Regions from separate parts of the Mus musculus genome. Here all the other regions are linked to region 2. The links are chromatin contacts, called in public promoter capture Hi-C maps. All regions are on one chromosome and are shown on one strand. The core of a region is the stretch at or near the end of the contact, and the rest is flanking DNA. Distances in the headings are between cores, read along the strand shown.

Region 1 (4,327 bases), core at 245-2,744, 2.0 Mb after region 2:
AGAAAAAGAATAGAACTTTCTTCAACCCTGATACCAGGGTTGAACTCAGAGCCTGGGGCTCATGATGCACAGCTGTGCACCATTGAGCTAAATCCCTACCCTTGGGAAATTTTCTTATAAGATCCTTTGTTTCATTTCTGGAGGATTTAGGAATATTTTCACAAGTTACACATTTTGCGGTTACCAAACACAATTTATTATTTTCAGAACTTTGTTAAGAATCATGGATAGAAACCATTCTCTGCCTTAGGCAAATTTGGTAGGGTTTTAAAATAAACAACTGAAAATGTGACTAAGAAATTGTAACTCGGGGTGGGTATATAGCCCAGTGGTAGAGGAACAGTGCCTGCCTGCTATCAGGGGGTCTTGGGTTTGAGTTCCTGTACTACAAGAAATAAACAAGAAAATCGAACATTAGTATTCTTTCTTTTGCTGCAACAGCGTTAACTCGGGTTTTCAGCGCAGGTGTTGAGCTTTAATGTTCTAAAACCGAACCTCTGTATAGCCCAATGAGTGAATGAGGAAAAACGGAGCACAAGAAAAGGGGCCGTGTACACAGGTGCTTCGAGTTGAGGTTAACTAGAATCTGCGAGTAGACAAAGTAACTTCTGCAACTCTATGCCACTCACACAATCCCAAAAGAAGGGAGCCATCAAAGGTCCTAGCACTGGTCTCTTTTTCTTGCAAACGTCTCCAAGGAATCCAGTTCTTACTGAAGTAGCCTTGAAAATTTTCCTCAAATTCCAGAGATACAGAGTAGTTCGACTAAAGCTGGTCTAACTCCTGAAGCTGATTTTTAAAGCTTCAAATCCAAACCATCACATTTAGGTCGGCAGGGAAAGAGGAGCGGACTCTTCCATCAAGTACATGTATCTAAGAGTCCTCAAAGTCTTCAAACACAGGCTTTCACTCACTTGTTAAAATTAACTTGTCTCATATTTTACCAATGCAACCTCAAGCCCCGAGAACCGACCCAAAAAGACTGATCCTGCCTCGTTTCTCTCCTCCATCCGATTTCCCTGCTCTGTCTCTGGTCTACTCCTTCCGCTACATTCTTTCAATTCCGCGTGCCCCGGTCACCTCTTTGGCTCCGGACCCGGTTTTGGGAGAGGTCCCGGCCTCGCCTTTGCGGTCCTGGGCTCCTGCTTCTCTCCCCCACCCCCAATCCTCAGCTGTCTGCGCGGTCCCTTTAAGAGGCGGCAGCGGCCAGGCTGGCCTTGTCCCCGGCCGGGCCTCACTCACCCACTGGTTGGCTTTGGGGCAGAAAGTGTACAGGGCGACCTGGCCCGTGAGGTCTGCGATGCTGGTGATATAGGGGTCGTGTTGTTTCAAGGCCGCCAGACTCATCTCTTGCTCAGCTCGACTCAACAACTCCATCTTGGATCTCAGAGCCGAGCCCCTCCGGCGGGGGCGGACTGTGGAACAGGAAAGTGCCATCCAGGCAAAGTTCCCCCAGCTCAGTCAGCCCTCCACTTCCGCCTACCGGCCCAGCCTTGCCGAGCGTGGTACTTCAGCTAATCTCATCCGCTGCTCCTGTGCGCCAGGAGCCCTGGTTCCGATTTTCTTCGGGCCGCGTCTGCCGGAAGAGACAGGCCCCCGCGCCTGCGCGGTGGAGCCGTGAGCTGATAGTCCGGAGACCTCTCTCACCTGGCGGGGTGTGAACCGGTTCCCTGAATGAACCTGACTCCTGCCGGGGAGGCTGCACCCCAGCGCAGTCCCTAACTCGGGTTCCGGCGCAGAATCGAAATGCTTGCTGCTGAGGACATGAGGTCTCCACGTACCATTTAGAAAACTCAGACCTGGCTGGAGAGATGGCTCAGCGTTTAAGAGCACTGACTGCTCTTCCGAAAGGTCCTGAGTTCAAATCCCAGCAACCACATGGTGGCTCACAACCATCTGTACAGCTACAGTGTACTCATATACATAAAATAAATAAATCTTTAAAAAAAGAAAAAAGAAAACTCAGTCCAAATGAGGAAGGGGAGCTGTCCGTCACTTCTGACCTCAGAGTGCACCTTCACTCTTAACAGTTTGGTAACTTTTGAAAGAAATGTTTCAAAGCAGCCAAACTAGCCTGCCTGGAACTACAATAGACTTGGCCTACCCTCTTTTGCTCGTCTTTTTCCTCATCTGGGTCCCAGATAAATATTTCTATTGTTCTATAGAGACGTCTATTATTTAAAATAGTAAGTAGATCTCTTTTAAAAAGAAAACATTTATTGGGCATTTTAAGGGATCAGGAAGTACTAAGAGGTAAAGCAAAGTGCTCAGGCTGTTTTCATTGAGTTGCTTTAAAAACCATCGTTTCTCTTTATTGAAGACATCTCAGCACAAATGAACATTTTTGAAAGGATAAACTTTACATTTTCTCAAAGTACCCCCACATATTTGTGTTGCTTGTGGTTTTACATACTAATGGAAGGGCAAACTTTACATTCTTGACAGAACCGCGTGTGAAGCAACTACAAAAGCTGGAACAGCCGCCTATCGGTTATTCACCCTTCACTTCTGTACACACTCACTGATCTTATTGAGTGGTTGCCAGCTCCGAGCTTCCAACTCTTTTGGCTCTAGGAGAAACTAAACGCAAGCAAACAGCCCCATGATAGATGTCTCTCTTTGAATTCCAGAGGGTGGCGTCCTTATTGCCATCTGAGCCAGGAAAGGTAGTGAAGGAACCTCACTACCAGTTCCAGCATGGCAGGCAAGGTTCTGGCAGACCTTGCTCTTCTCCCCTTTTCCCTCTGCCTTGCTAAAAACTGTTAGATTTTATTCCTAACACTAGCCACCAAGGTCTAGTCCCTAATTTAGCCACTTCTTTCTCCTGAGGCCGACTACCAAAGTCCAGCTATAAAAGTATTGAAGTCCAGCAATCAAAAGCCCCCTTTAGTTCACCTAATTAATGTGCCCAATTAAAATTAAACACATCCTACTGTGGGGTTTCCCCTTTTACCTTTATTAACTGCCGTTTGCCTGTGGGCCACTTCTGCCTCGACATCCAGAGGCAGTCCTTTATTCCCTCCTCCCCAAATATCTCTCATTCCCTTCCTCCCCTCCTCTTTGTTTCCTTCCCCTTCGTCCTCTTCCCCTCTCTCCTGTCTTTGTTCATTATCCATGCTCTCTGTCCCTCTGGGGCACATTCATCTCTGTGCTAAGAACATGATGGCCTTGGGGTGTCTCGAGCCGACTTCTGAGGTTGGCTTCGGGTAGGCAGGCTTCAAGGAGTTGCTGAGGTCTGAACTGGTGCTTTGGATGAGTAGGTGTTCCTCGGGAAAGTAAAGCAAGGGCTGAGATTTGCATCGTGACTCGGTGGTGAGGTGGGAACCTAGCATTTAACTGATGCTTTAATTCAGCCCGGAGGGGAAGAGGTGAGTGGCTCACAGTTCCACACTAGTCAGTCGTATTCTGGTATTAGAGTCTCTGGGATCTTTTGCTTCACATCCAGGCTACCTTTTACCCAGTGGTAGAGGGTAGGAGCCCATTACTTTCTTTACCTTCAATTTCCCTCTGTATGCTAATTCCATAGGTTATTTACATTTTTATTTATGTGTGCATGTGTTGGTATAAGTTTATGCTGACATAAGTGTGCAGGGATGCCCGCAGAGACCAGAAGAGAGTGTTGGGCATTTTGGACCTTAACTTATAGGCATTTGTAAGCCTCTGGACCTGAGTGCTGGGGTTACTCGTCAGAGAAGACTGCTCAGACATGGATTTAAGCCAATAAAAACCAATCTTTATTAGCTGGATGGCAACTACACTGGGTGCTTGGGATCCTGAGCCTTTCTCAGGGTCAACTTTTAAGTACAAAAACCATGTTCTGGGTTGTTATTCTTCAGTTAAGAAGAGCAGTTAGCCAGATAGAACTATAGGAGCTAAAAAGCAAGGTTAGTACAGTTTCAGACTTTCCCAGAACTTTATGGACTTTGATGGGGTTAGGCCTTTGTTTTAGTTTTGGCAGATAGCTGTTTTGAACAAAATCTCAATCGATTGATTTTACCAGTGAAGACTCAGGAGCCAAACTGCTAGGGTGAAAGCCTGCTAGCTCAGAAAGGCAGAGAAAGCACCCAGCTGACTTTCTTCTTCAGCTGACATCCAGAACAAATCCCCTCTCTCATATCTCTAAAAACCTTCAAATGGAATGCCCCTCCCTTCTACTTCCTGCTGGTCTCTCTATCCATCCTCCTGACTCCTTCTTAATGTTTATTTCTTAATAACCCTGTGTTCACTTTTTGTCAACCGTTTGCTTGCTCCAACTCTTGACCTATGGTTGACTTTACTTAATCCCGTTTACAGTATTGAAGCAGAAAGCTCTTGGATTAAAGGTGTG
Region 2 (4,481 bases), core at 1,445-3,944:
CAAATCTGAGTCCAAGGGGGAAGGGAAGGGCTGGGCAAATGTGGACACAGTTCTAAGAGCACGCAGGCCTGGAGGTCCCAGAGACCATCACTGAGGAGGGTGATGATAAAAAGAGAATATTCCTCACTTTAGGGTCTTTCTTATTATCTTCAGAGGAAAAGTCGCCCTCCAATAGAAGGGTGGAGTTCTGGTTCAGAGCCTACCTGTAAGAGCTGGAATTAAAAATCTACATACTTAAGAGTTTATAGGAACTTCTTTTTCTATTTTTCATGTATAAAGGGATTTATTTTTAAGTTAAAATATATTAATTTAACCAAAATTATCAATACCATTTTAGTCAAAGATAAATTTACAAATGAAATTTTGAGGAAACTGATTTTTAAGCAGGGTAAAGTAAAAAGAAATGAATGACTAGATTAGAGAAGAAAAGCAGGATTCCGTCAATCTGGACTTGGGCAGCTCGCTGGGGATACCTGTAAAAGAAATTTTTCATTGGACATGTGGCGCACACTGTAATCCCAGCACTTGAGAGGTTGAAGCAGCACTGTGAGTTACAGGCCAGCCTGAGCCACACAGCTATACCGTTGGAAAACAAGCAACAAGAACAAAAAGGGGATGTGGAGGGATGGTTGAATCCAGTAGAGCAACAGACACAAAAACTAAAAACCAGACTGTCTGAGGTCAGCAGGCAGCAAGGCAAGGGAGGACACAGGGAGGCAATCTACCACTTTAAGGACCTTGACTACATAAGGGAGAAAGGGTGATAGATAACCCGAGGTTTTGTTGGAAAGTAAAAGAGGAAAAAAAAATTAAAATTAAAAAGTGTGTGTGTGTGTGTGTGTGTACATACATGGCAAGAAAACAACATAATGTCCTTCAGAGATGCTTGAACAGAAAACTGTGCGGCAACCAGGAAAGGTGGAGAAGGCATAGCACTTTCATCTGCCTCTAGCTGGAGAGTGACACCTGGTGCCCACAGATACAAAAGGGAGTTGACAAAGAAGATAACTCCACAAGGAAGAAGCCTGGGCCTTTCCTTGGTCAAAGTTGGGATGGGGGAGGAATGTGAGAAGAATGAGTCTATCCATGAGAAATGAACACTGCAGGCGTGTGCTTTCCAAAATGATGGATTGGCAACACTCCAGTGCTGCCCAGTTCCCTCCTCTTGTAACCAGTAGGCCTTGGAGAAAAGTCATTCCTTGGGATGGTCAGAGAAGTGGTAGAACAAAGGAGTAAGAACTGAAAGGGGCCAAGAAGAGCAGCTGAAGTTAACAGCCTGGAGTTCATGGTGGGAGGGGAAGGAGGGCAAAAAGCTGTTTAGCTTCTAGCTATAGCCAGAAGAGAGCTTGCATGTGTGGGCGAGAGAATGCACATGGGGGTTGGGGGGAGTATAATGTAAAGAAGGATTTGATCAAAGCACTAAAGTTTCAGAGGTGAACTAAATCACACACTGACAAAATTACTGACTCAATCAAATGAGGCATGAGGCAGTTCCCCCTAGTCCCCTGGGAGGCCAGGCATTTAAAGAAAAAATGGCTTTAGTATAGATATATACAAGGGCAACTGTGGTGATGGCCATAAAAAGAAGTTACATAACTCGGCAATTAAGAGAGACCTAAGTAAAACTGTGAAGGTAAGGTGTGAGGTGGCCTCTCTGACAAAGTGTCACTCTAAAAGATTAATGAGATTTGATCAAGGTCAAAAGCAGAGTTAGCATCTCGAAATGAGATAATGAATAAAGGCTGGAACTCAGTGAGAACTTTGTAACCAAAATTCAAGAGCTGATTATAGTATTGCTCGCTGTGTAAATCTTTCAGTCGTTCCAGAAACATCTAAAAGTTACAAAGCTAGGAAACCAGACTTGTGACTTGGGTTTTCTACGGCCACAACCAAGCTGGATTAGGGTCTGGAGAGTTATCTGTACATAAGTACGGTGTTGAAGCGAGAAGGGACAAGTTACACGGGTCCGGGGGCGGGGGGTGGGGGGGTATGCTCTTAAATTATATTTCACTGAAATGGCTCTCAAAAAGTTTAAGGATGCGTGACAACAGCAGGACCCAATTAATGCTCGTAAAAGACCAGTTTTGGATAACAGAGAAATAGCAGTGCAGTGCTAATAGGATGAAGTCAGGAGGAAAAAGACGAGAGGGCTCGGAAGAGAAGGACAGCGGTGAAGATGACACCGCGAAGGGTACCGGGTTACAGCACTTACAGCTCTGTCCCTCCCACTCAACTTTGCATCTTACGGAAGGCGCCGGGTATGCACCACCCTGACTCTCCCTCTCAAGGACACCATCATCGTCATCCAGACCCACCAGAGCCCTGTAGGCCCTGCACGCCGGGCCCCATTCACAAACCCAGAAGCAAATGCAAGGGGCTGGTCCGCGCCCCCACTGCCCCGTGCCCTCCGCTCAGGTGAGAGCCGGCGCCACACGTCACTTCCGGTTTCAGGTGCGCCTGCCGGAAGATATCCGGCCCACGGGCGAAGCCGCGGCTCGCTCGGACGGGCTCCGCCGCAGAAGGCTAGACGCCCACGGCGCGGGGCCACAGCCTCATGGAGAGCCCGAGGCGCAAGTACTCTCACCCGGCCTTCTGTCCGGCTGCCGAACACTCACCCAGAACCACGCGGCTGCCCAAACGAATTCTTCGTCGCTACCGCCGCGACGGAGCGTTGAGACAAACCTTAGCGCATGCGCCCTAGGCCTGTGCTAAGCACCGCCTCTGGGGGCGGGCAGGACCAACGGCGCCTGCGCCTTGCTGAGCCGTTTGTAAGCAAGGGTTTGCCACGTGCGTTGACCAAAGGGAGCCGCGCGTGGCCTTTGTCCTGGGCTAGGTTGGACTGTGTGGTCAGTCTGTAGCCATTTGAGCGGCTTGTATCATTCTTGACAAATGTTATCTAGTTTTATGAATTAAAAGATATTAATAAGTTATTTCTCCGTCACCACCGGTGAAATAAGCCAATTTAAACCAGATTATACTAAAGGCAGGTTTATTGGAAGGCGGTTGTCTGTCGAGTTCACTGGCCCCAAGGGTTGAAGTCGCCATTGTGGGGGTGGGGGTCGTGTATGCGTAGAGAGAGAAGGAGAGAGCAAAATGCCTGGATTTTTTTGGGAGGAACCTCTGAGGGAAGGGCAGCCCAGGCCCTGGGCTGGGAAGTTCAGGGTTATGGGGCAGGGTATGCCAGGTAGGGACTGAGACATGGTATGCCAGGTACGGACTGAAGGATGCTGGGAAAACCTGGAGGCTTTGATATGTAAAATACGCATCTCAGTCCCTTGTCCCTGGGTCTGAAACCAAACTTTCTTTCTTTTCTTTTTTTTTTTTTTTTAAATTTGGTTTTTCGAGACAGGGTTTCTCTGTATAGCCCTGGCTGTCCTGGAACTCACTTTGTAGACCAGGCTAGCCTCGAACTCAGAAATCATTTTTAGAGAAAGAAAAGGGAGTCTGCCAATGAGTGACTAGCTAAAGGTGCTCAAATCCTTTGCTTTGACATCCTCACCTCACCGCCTTAGTCATCTGGCACATCTTAAAACCGAAGAGGAAAACGTACCTTTATGACCGCTCACCAACACCACCCCAAGACCTGGGCAGAGCACCTGAGTGCATGTACAACATGCAGGTCTACAACAGATGGCTTAACTACATTAAGTCACTTAATACTTGTTAACTAATATTAACTATCTAAGCCAAGTAGTAACATTCTTTACCCAACCAAGAATCCTGGAGGTGGTCTCGCTTAGGTGAGAATTTACAAAGAAAAAGCCCAGTTTCCCAAGAGGTAGCTGAATTAAACTGGGAACTAATTAGCCCAGAAATGCCAAGAATAGAGAAGGTGGAATTGTCAGGGTCCTTGGCACGAAGTCCAGTGTAAAGGCACAAAACTTTGGGGGGCAGTAGTGAGAGGCTCCTCACTGCCATCCCCAGCAACCCGCCAGTTTATGAAGCAGAGTCAAAAGATTTCATTAAAGACATTTTAATCAGGGCTTAAGCTCAAAGGTTAAGGAAAGGAGGGGCTCTGCGAAGCAAGTGAAACACACATATATTCGTGCTTCTCAGAGAGCCACGACTGTCATAGCATTAGCCAAATAAATATTACATCTCAAGAGATTGCTAAGAATTCTCTGCACACACCACCCCTCCTATTATCCTTCTCCTAGTAAATCAGATTATAAGGTAACTCTGGAGATACCTTGGGTAGAAGTAAAACCAGGCTTGAGCTGACCAGGTGGCCACCAAACCTCAGGACCTGAATCCTGTCTTCAGGACCCACATGGTAGAAGGAGAGAACCAACTCCCACACCTTGTCCTCTGAACTCCAGGCATGAACATTATCTCTGTTCTCCTTCTCCTGGTCTACTCCTCAAGCTTATAAAGCTAAATTATAAAACCCCTGCCTGTGCCTAGAGGGATGGGATCATTTCCCCTGGCAGTGGTCTCCGAGCCCGCTCTTCCCCATCTCTGCTCTCGCCTATACCTGTGTC
Region 3 (4,351 bases), core at 1,408-3,907, 2.2 Mb before region 2:
TATTAGCTTCAAATACAGAAGTGACTTCTTCCAGCTGAGCAGCCTCACTAGATTCTGAGTAAGATGAACCCTTACCCTGGGCTAAATTTTTTGAAGAAACAGGTAGAGACTCATCATCACTATCAAAACCAAAGGGATCTCCAGTATCTTCTTCTTCTACTTTAGGTTTCTTCGGAATTTCTTGAATATCTGGTTTGAAATTGGGCCTCTTCTGCCCTAATTTAGCCATAAATGTGGTCTCACCCCATTTTGTACTAAGAGTAGTCCGTTTGTTGGAAAAAACTTCATCAAATTTTGAACTGCCATTTCCTCCTTTCCTACTGTAAGTTTTTCCAAATCTGGATGTCATTTTGACACCTGTTTCATATTCCCTGTGAAAAGAAATTTAAGAAAATATAATCAGCAAATTTTTAACAAGTTTTAAGCACTCTATAAAAATAAGACCCTAGGACTTCCTTATATAGTTTTCAACATTCAGCACACAAACTTTGAAACTAGTCTGAATAAGTGAGCTGAAGAGGTTCGTTTTCCATCCTTTACTTCCATACATCAGGTTTGGTGGTGTTTTGGCTTGTTTTTACAATAAGGACATATTCATATGAAACTTACAATGTTTAAAAAAAAAAAGCTTACTACTAACCAACTCACAATGCAATACCTACAAATCTAACTTAAAACATGCAAATTCCATATCTTCATACACAACTTAATCAGAATAGTGTAAACACCCAAAAACAAAATCTTTAGTCACAATATATTAAGTTTTCCAGGATCTAAACAATGTCAGTTGGCCAAACTTAGTTCTTTGACATTTTTACAGCTCCTCATAAAGGGTTAGAAAAACTTATTTTCTCATAGAGTACAATCTGTAGCTTCTACCCAAGCTTAAAGATTCTGATTCTTAGACTAAAGTGATTTTAACTGACTTTAAAAAGCTCCTTCAATGGTCATCTCCCTAAACTCAAGAAACCATTCTTCTACTTCCTGTATCTCATTGCTGAGTAACATCTTTCTGAAGTTGGAGAACTCCATTTTACAAAGGTACATGATTTATTATTATAAAATAGAAATATATAGCCTTGATTTTCCTCTTCAATTTACAAACTCATTTACCTGATTTACCCAAAAATATACTGAAAAAATTTTACAAGAAAAGTCAAAAAAAAAAATCAAACACTTTAAAAAATATAAGGTATAGTGCTTTTATAGCACAATCAATCATTATCCATTTCTTAACACTTTGGCCTTCTGCAGTTTAAATATCAATTTATCAATTCTAGGGGGAAGGTAAGCAATTACTTAAGGGCTTGGAAAATCTTCATTACTTGGAAACTTACAATAAGAATAATATTTAACTTATATTTTCAAATATTTTTGAGCTACACTTTTAGTATTTCTATTAAGTTCTTATAACTTAACGAATCACTATCCAATTTAGTTCAGCAAATATTCAGAAGACAACTCACCACCACCCTAATGTTTGAAAGGAAAACAACTCTGATCAGATAAAATAATAATTTAGTCATCGTACACATCTGTGCTAAAAGAAATTTTAGCTTTCCTCAGAGAGTTTCCATTTTGTAGTTCTGAACACTAACAAGCTTCATTGTCTTTCTTGTTAAGTATAGCCTATTAAACAAAACCAAGTGTAATTGGGCAGCTGCCAAAGGCAAGAAAAGTCATTTCTTTAAGCTGACTACAGACACGCAGACCTACACACATATATACATTCCAACAAAGTTGGAATGTTTTGGGCACACATACATGGCAATCATCTAAAAATGCTGACTAAAGCCAAAAAAAAAAAAAAATCTAGACTTGATCTTCTTTATGACATCTGAAAAACTCACCGTAAAAAACAGTAAAGCATTCACTGTGCAAGATTAAGATCTGCAAATGAATATATGATACTGAGCTAAGTAATAAGACAACTGTATTTTTAAAAGATCACGTCTCAGAAATATTCGCTGATGTATTAACATCATTAAATATTGATGAAATATCAGTGATTTTTTTAATATTAAGGAATGGGGAGCGTACTGATTAGAAAATATGGTTGAGTTATTATGTACAGAATCCAGGAGATATGAGTACAAGAGTTACGTGATTGCTTTTACTGTTTTCCATAACGTCCATTTTAAAAAGTCAGCAGACTACTGCGATGGCATTATCTAAGCTTAACATATGTACAAATTCAGCATATATATTTGGCATGACGTTTTACGCACATTTCAGACACACTATCTTGTTCTGGCTTCAAATTTCACCAACAGTCCTAACTAAAAAGGAAAAGAAGGTTCACAACTGATTGTTTTCGATTTGGGAGGCCTTCGCTTCATCCCAAAGCCCAGCTGACTTTTGATGGAAGTGCACTGCGATTTAAATTAGGGAAAGGGTATACAAAACAACCAACCAACCTCCTTACACTGAAGCTGTAAAGAAACCTAGCCACTTCCAGGAAAGACACCCAAGGTAATGCATTAGGGGGGCTTCAATAAAGAGAGGAGAGTGGAATGGGCAAACAGAAACCCTCACCTGAGGCTGCGAGTGCGCCCGGAGGCTGGAGCCGAGACACCCCTCGGGCTGGACACTCACGCAACTTTTCTCCTCCCAACCCCCACAGCCTAGGAAAGGGATGTCGCTTCGGACGCCCCGGAAGCTTCTGCTACCGAGTCCCCGAAGCAAGGCCTCTCGGTGACGGCTAGAGGCGGAGGAGACGACGGGGAAAAAGAATTCGGGACTCAAATCAACCGGACCGGGTTTGGAAAAGAGAAGTCAAATCAAGTAGCCGGAGAAGAACTCAAAAGGCAAAATTAAGAGGTGGGAAGGGAAAGAGTTTCTTGCGATCCTCCGGTGCCCAACTTCCTTAGAAGCCAGGTGAGCAACGAGCCTCGCGCCGCCCCTGCCGCCTCCACCCGCCCCAACTCACTCCGGGCCTAGGCAGCCGCCCGAGACCTCACTTACCCTCGGCGCCTGGCGGGTGCTTTGGCCTCGGGCCGCCTCCGCCTCTCCGGCTCCCAACGGCCCGCGGGCGGGCGCGGGAGCCCCGCGCGAGAGACCAGTGCCGACCGGTGCCACCGAGAGGGGCGAGGGGCTCTGCTGCCGTCACAGTCCGCGGCTCCGCTTCGGTAAATAGGAAGCTCGGGCGACAGGGGGGGTGGGGGGTGAGCGGCGGCCCCGCAACTTCCCTCCCCACCTCAGGCGCGCCGGCCGGACAGGGCCTAGGCCTCCCTGGCGGCCGCCGCCGGTGCCGAGCCCGCTACGTGCCCCCGCTGGGCCGCCGCCGCCTTCTGCGCCGCCGCCTCCGCCGGTGAATGGTCAGCGCTGGAGTTTGAACAGGGCCCTGAACCATCTCAACGCCATTTGCGCTCCCGGCCCCCCACCTCCTTCCTCCAACAGCCGCTCGCTCCGTCACTCCGCTTCCCACAGGCCCCGCGCGGCCGCCCGACTCCGCAGCCAATCGTACGGCCTCTTACTCAAACCGCCGCGCAGGCGCCGCGCCCCGCACGCGCCGGCTACCACCATTGGTCGGACCGCGTGGCCCGACGGGAGTTGTAGTTCTCTCTTCCGCAAGGTCCTGGTGTCTAAAGCCCGGTTCCGGAGCTGGCGAACGGTATAGGTTCTGGCTAAGGGCCTGCTGGACTTCACCGACTCCGGAGCCAGTCCCAGTTCCTAGCCACGCGACGAGACGCAGGTGCAGCGCGGGAAGGCTCGCGGCACAGTGCAGGCAGCTGTGTCAATCGTTTCCCCTCCAGGGACCCTCCGGTGTCTAGGGACAGAGACTTGTGCAGCTGCGCCGAGCCTGCTGGGCCACCGCCCGGACCTTGGAGGCGGGGAACTTGGGGCCGCCTTTGACCTGGTCTGACGGTGCGAGAGAGCCAACGCAGGTAAACGAGCAGCGAAACCTGGAGCAGTCGGGTGCTGGTCTCCTCGCAGCCGGGATCCGCTTCAGCCGGCCACTTCATCCTCTCTCTCCTTTCTTGTTCAGTCCCCACTACGGAGTTCTGTCCCCTACCTGTTAGCAATGACACCCCACACCCCCACCCCACCCCCGCTCCCCGAGTATTTTATGTTACTAAGGAATTATCGTCATCCTTATCGAACGTGCTTACGGTAATGTGGCTTTAAATTTAAAACACACACACACACACACACACACACTAAAGTGTTGATAGGTAAAATGATCCAATACGTTTATTTTGTTTTAGACTAAGCCTCTGGAAACTGGGAAAGAAGGGAATAAATTAACTGAGGATGTCCTTCGATGTTGGAGCTGTGGGATATGTACACATATGCTATCATACCAGTATTTATGTCTCAAATTGTTCATAATAAAGTTTTGGTTTGGGGG

Evidence for each region. Promoter capture Hi-C pulls out the DNA fragments that hold promoters and counts their contacts.
Region 1: a contact with region 2 is called in a promoter capture Hi-C map of pre-B cells, with 2.2 times the contacts expected there. The contact joins the promoter of Dcp1a here to the promoter of Ercc6 in region 2. A contact is called at or near these places in 3 of 39 promoter capture datasets (liver and pre-B cells), 1 of 484 Hi-C or Micro-C datasets (CD4 T cells) and 1 of 9 other capture datasets (liver).
Region 3: a promoter capture Hi-C map of neutrophils shows a contact between it and region 2, with 2.7 times the contacts expected there. The contact joins the promoter of 5830448L01Rik here to the promoter of Ercc6 in region 2.

Annotation. Positions count from the first base shown.
Region 1 is chr14:30,476,732-30,481,058 of GRCm38.p6, reverse strand. It overlaps Dcp1a (decapping mRNA 1A), which reads right to left and starts at 1,494. Exons shown (of 10, transcript NM_133761.3): 1 at 1,243-1,494. The coding sequence starts at 1,437. It also overlaps a transcript of Cacna1d not described here.
Region 2 is chr14:32,511,734-32,516,214 of GRCm38.p6, reverse strand. Ercc6 (excision repair cross-complementing rodent repair deficiency, complementation group 6) reads right to left here and starts at 2,694. Exons shown (of 21, transcript NM_001081221.2): 1 at 2,616-2,694.
Region 3 is chr14:34,672,974-34,677,324 of GRCm38.p6, reverse strand. It overlaps 5830448L01Rik (RIKEN cDNA 5830448L01 gene), which reads left to right and starts at 2,657. Exons shown (of 1, transcript NR_165636.1): 1 at 2,657-4,351. Wapl (WAPL cohesin release factor) reads right to left here and starts at 3,397. Exons shown (of 19, transcript NM_001004436.4): 1 at 2,965-3,397; 2 at 1-371. The coding sequence starts at 349.